Linked DNA regions of Gossypium arboreum: region 1 is linked to region 2. Evidence: chromatin contacts called from public Hi-C data. All regions are on one chromosome and are shown on one strand. Each heading gives the region's core, a stretch centred on a gene start, on an enhancer-like site or on the middle of the called end of the contact. The rest is flanking DNA. Distances are from core to core; before and after follow the strand shown. Region 1 holds the start of LOC108450895. Region 2 holds the start of LOC108489355 (protein TRANSPORT INHIBITOR RESPONSE 1-like).

The links. A called contact is a pair of places that touch in the nucleus more often than the background predicts.
Region 1: a Hi-C map of leaf shows a contact between it and region 2, with 4 times the contacts expected there. The contact joins the promoter of LOC108450895 here to the promoter of LOC108489355 in region 2. A contact is called at or near these places in 2 of 5 Hi-C or Micro-C datasets (both in leaf).

The regions. Positions count from the first base shown.
Region 1 is chr8:127,385,199-127,387,948 of ASM2569848v2, forward strand. LOC108450895 reads left to right here and starts at 1,305. Exons shown (of 8, transcript XM_053018219.1): 1 at 1,305-1,502; 2 at 1,633-1,934; 3 at 2,108-2,750. The coding sequence starts at 1,438. It overlaps TRNAP-UGG (transfer RNA proline (anticodon UGG)), which reads left to right and starts at 953; the gene lies at 953-1,024. TRNAP-AGG (transfer RNA proline (anticodon AGG)) reads right to left here and starts at 1,182; the gene lies at 1,111-1,182.
Region 2 is chr8:126,445,584-126,448,330 of ASM2569848v2, forward strand. It overlaps LOC108489355 (protein TRANSPORT INHIBITOR RESPONSE 1-like), which reads right to left and starts at 1,453. Exons shown (of 3, transcript XM_017793849.2): 1 at 466-1,453. The coding sequence starts at 932.

The DNA.
Region 1 (2,750 bases), core at 55-2,554, 940 kb after region 2:
GTCTAAATTACGAGCTAATATCCAAAGTTTGAAATGTAGGGGGTTTCTTTCACAAAAATAACTCCATTCCTTGTTATTCATACTCCTCGTGTGAACAAAGTGTACAATTCCTTGGCTTTCTCTCATCTCTGTCTTTGTAGCCACTATATGATCCAATCTGCTATTTAAAATTGAGGTAAGGTTAAAACTTTGGATACAGAGTAACCAAACTAGACTACTCTTGCGAAATTACAATCAACAAAAATGTATTTATCTCTGAAACATAAAATACACAAGACACTTTATTCACAATAACTCTTTTTTTTTTTTTTTTATCCCGGATGGTTTGCTATGTCTTCTTTCTATAATATTAATGCAACTATTTTTATCTCGAAAAATAAATATAAACACAATTTACTTTTAAGTTTGAAAATATTTTAGGTGAGAGAAAAAGAGAAATGGGTGGGGTATTTATTGTTCACAAATCAACTCCTTATTAAATAGGTTGGTTGGGAAACTTCACAACCTTGAGCTCAATATCCATAAGGGCTGAACACAGTTAACTATATTTTGTAGTACTTTTCCCTTGACATGCTAGCACGGATTCCTTAAATTCAACATCCATGTGTATTGAGATATCTTTAAAAATGTATTTTAAAAATTAAAATTTGAAGACAAATATTTAAATAATAATATTAAAAAATTATACTTAGGTCTGAAAACAGTTTAACTGACTTAAATCATTTAAAAATATAAAAGAATAAATAGAATATATTGTATTTATTGTATGAAATACTTTAAATTTTAAATGTAATCAAGGTATTTAAATACATGATATTTGACATTATTTTAGACTGCATACATGTAAAAAACCCAGGCTATATTTTGATTTTAAATATAGTAATTATGAATCCATATCTCTAGCTAAATAAATAAATGAATTATAACCTTCTGCAGGGAAGCACAACCGTCCGGGCGTTTGGTCTAGTGGTATGATTCTCGCTTTGGGTGCGAGAGGTCCCGAGTTCGATTCTCGGAACGCCCCTTTCTTATGTTACCTTTTTTAAATTTTTTTTTTGGCTCAGAGGCGCTGACACGTTCATATTGGTCAGAGACACAGAAAAAAAACGAGGGGCATTCCGAGAATTGAACTCGGGACCTCTCGCACCCTAAGCGAGAATCATACCACTAGACCAAATGCCCACTTTGTTTGTTAGTCTCAAACAAAATTATTTATAGTTAAGTTTACTTGAATAGTTTCCCGCCTTCAGGTACATTTTTTTGTTATTATTTCCCCTCCAAAAATCAAAACTCAAAAAATCCCAAAATGCTTTTGATGCATAAAAATGGGGTTTTATTATGCCACCATGTTAGCTTTCCCATCCATCATTTAAGAATTTGAGGTTTCCCACCAAATCATCGTTGATCACTGAGAAAAATCCTACATTAACAAATTGAATGGCTGCTGATACACGTTACCTCACTCACACTCTACTCTTTGAGTCTCACTCCCCATTCATCCGGTAATCTTTTTTCCTTTCAATATTCCAATTATCGCCCCCTTTTTTTTTCTACATGATTTTGGGGGATTCTCGTTAATCATCAAGAAAATTCTCAAAGTGTGATCCAAATAAATATTGTTGTGCTTGATAGTCCTGTAAATGAAAATGAAACCCAGTTGGAGAAAGCTTGCTTTGGCACTGAAGTAATGGATAATGATGATGGTGATGACGATATGGGTCATGTGGAGGATGTGAAAGCTGAACAAGCAATGTGTGAGCTTGATATGGAAATTGTGCTTGATAGTGAAGATGAAGGAAGTTGTAGAACCGAGACTATAACTCTCTTTAATTGTAGAAAGATCACTGGTGGAAGTGAAAAGAATGTGTCAAAGAAGAGGGAAGGGCAAAGCCCTTGTTTAGATGTTGATTCAATTGACAAACAACTCAGTGCAGGTTAGTCTTTCATTGGTTTTATTTTGTTTTAAATTTTTTATTCAATGTCATTGTACCCCCTTTTTTCTCTTAGCAAATTGAGATCAATATGATTGCTTTGTGTTTATGTTTTGGTTGAATCTTATGGTGCGTAGTAATTATTAGTAAATCATTTTCTGTGGTTTGAATTGAAGGGACGAAAAGATCTTCCAGGGATCATGATAGAAGTGATGAGACAAAGGATGTGCCTCAATTGTCTATAGGTGATCATGAGATTAGAAGGTTGGAATATGTCGATTCTCAGGAACCTGGAGATTCGTCCCAAGCTATTGCACTTTGCTTCGTCGATAACTTTTTGAGCTTTAATAGTGTGGATTTGTGTCAAGGAGTTGAAGAGAGAAGGAGGACTAAATCGCCTTTTGTCTCCAGTGCAAAGGGAACTCGACATTTGGCTAAGATAATCAATCGGGGATCTCCGGTCAAAGAAGTGGGAACCTTTGAATGGTTTGAGAGTTGTCATCAGGGAGAGACTGATTCCTTTAGCAAGAGAATGACAAGGTCTTCTGAATTTGGAGACTTAAGCCATCAAGATCTTCACAATAAAGGGCAAAGAAATTTAAGCAATGAGCATGAAGAGGAGCATGCACGCCGTCATTCACTTTCAGGGTTCAAGGATCAGGGTTTGAAAGCCAGTATCGGGATAGAAAAAGAATCAGAAGGGAATATGGTAAATGGATCTTTTAAGGAGGTGGACGAACTCATGCAGACAAAATCATCATCAGAAAAGTTTGAAGCTAGTGGTACTGCAAGAGACATACCAGACATGTTTGATGTTGG
Region 2 (2,747 bases), core at 203-2,702:
ACGAGAAAAGGAATATAATTAAAGAGCATAAACAAGTCCACATTTCACATGAAGAAACCATCCAAAATAATGAAAACAATACTCAAAAACGAATCTGCTGATATCAAACAAAACAAGGTATCGAAGAGGTAAAAAAGAACATGTGATTTTCATTAGATATTCTTAAAAAGAACCCCCACTTGACCTCAGATCTGAGAAAAGCAAAAGCTGAAATAACTAAGACAACTAGAACACGAGACCAAACTCCTAAAAGTTCTTCACATCTTTGTTTTAAAAAAAAAATAGTTCATGGGAATGAATAAAAACTAATCAAGAAAAATGTAGCTAAAACCAAAAACAAATTGGGGAAAAGCTCTACTTTAACTCCCACAAAGATGAAAACTTCAACTCCTTTCCTCAGCTCAAAATGAAAACAAAAAAAAAATCCCGAAAAGGGAGAAAATAATAAAGTTTCATCAAACTCACTTGCAGCTAGCAGCAATGGCAGCGAGACCATCAGTTGAAAACCCTTCACAAGAAGAAAGCACCAATACTTTGAAGTTCTTAAACGACTTAGCAATAAGCTCCAAGCTTTCGTCGGTAACGACCATCCTTTTAAGTCGAATCTCTTCGAGCCAAGGATAAGCTCCAGCCATCTCCGCGATCCAAGGAAACACGTAACCTCCCCATCCGTCCGGCACCAGATTGAAATCCGCAAAGTGCGGTTTCCCTTTCAACTCAATGGATCTAAACTCGGGGAAACGTCTGATCACCATCCTTGGGCTCACAGCGTAACAGTTCCCCACAAACACTTTCCTCCGACACCAACGCTCGATCTCGTACCACGATTTACACACCATCGACACCGCGTTCCGGTCTTTATCTGATTGTATGAACGAGAACACATGCTCTAGCACCTCGTCTGGGAACGAAAACGCCATTTTCTTATGCATTAATTAAACCTCGAATAAAAGGAAAAAAAAACCACACACACAAAAAAAAATGAATGAAGGCTTTTGATAGGAAAGGATGAATTTTTTTATCTCGATTTTGGTCTTGGGTTTGGGCAGGATTTGCGTTTACTTAAGGTTTAGAGTTTGTTTTTTGAGATCTGAAACGCCATTAACGAAGCTTATAGGGGGAGCAGAGGCTGGGAGGAAGCTATTGAGAGAGAGAAAGAAAGTGAAGTCAAAGACAGACACAATGGACGAGAGAGGATAAGGATTTTTATTTTTGTGTTCGTAAGAATGGTTAGATTTTAACCATGATTAAATTAGTCATGGGAAATAAAGGACAAGCGAGAGAATTTCAATTTTTTTTTTGTGGGTCTGCTTAGATACTGATGGGCGATTAGGAAAGTAACACGTAGTGATGGAGAGATGTGGGCCGTAGGATAGACGATGAGAGAGGTTCTTATCCGTCGACGACTAAGGGGAGCCGCATAAAACGGGTATATGGAAGAGATATGGGGCAGTGGCACAGCAGTAGCAACGAGTTGGATATTTATAACTTTTTTCATATAATTTATAAATTTAATTTCATTTATCATTTGTATTACCTTTTGATTATACCTAAATTTTAAAAGTATATTTTTTATTAAGTAGATTTACCATTTGTATTACATTTAAGTAGAAAATAAATATGAACAAGAACAATGCGTATTTAAGTAACAAATATACAAGTTCAAATTTGTTATGAATATCTAAATTTAATTATTATTATTATCTATATTACCTAAATTCGTATAAAAACAAATAGGATGTCCACGTATAACCATCCTACATCAAGCACATGTTTAGCGAGATTTTGAATAAATATCGGAAGGAAAAAAGGAACGAGATATTGGAGGGGCTGATAAAGTGTGATGATGTGTAGGGAGAGAATGGTGGTGCAAGGAATCTCATGATTCACGTAGCACGGCTGGATCTGAGGGATCGGATATTGCGGGGACCACAAGAAAGGGGTTAAAAAATAAATAATGAGGAATGATCTGATGTGAAATCTTGTTGTCATGACATCACGGCCGTCCAATCATATACAATTGTTTGCATTCAAAATCATGCTATCATTGTCCCCGCGTACAACCCGCCCTATTTATTCATCTCCAACGGCCTTGATTCATTTCATCATTATTGATCAAGTATAAATAAAAATTATTTTCTTTTTATAATTTAGATTTCACATGTCTATAAAAGGGATGAGTCAAGGAAAAACGAATGGAGTACGAACGGGTGCACCATGCACCTTGATCAAGACCGTCTGATCAGGTTTACCTTTTCACAGTGTACGGTCGAAATACACAGAACCCGGAAAAAAAAGCTTTCCAAGTAGTAATTAATAAATATTAATTTTTACTGCAAAGGGTAAAAAAAAAAAAAGAAAAGGTTAAAGAGTCCCCACAATTACAACCGGCTGCACGTACATGTCTTCAGAGAAAATAATTGACTCTTTAACTGGTTTTGTAAAATAACGAAAATACTCCTCATCTTACCAAAGTATTCGCCCTCCCACTTCAATTGAACAAAAGGGTAGTTTTGTCAGTTGGCGAAAAGGACATGGTATTATGGGGTTGCACTGTCTTGGCATGGAGTCCCTTGAGCTGTCCCTTTTATGTAGAAAAAGCTGAGAGGTTAAAACTCAACGGCCCAGATCTAAAGTTGCTAAAAAGAAGAGATTTGAACCGTCGGATGGCTTCTTCAGATAAGCGTCCTTATCGATCGCAACTGTAAAAGCTTGTCTCTACCTATAGTATATACAGTACATACATT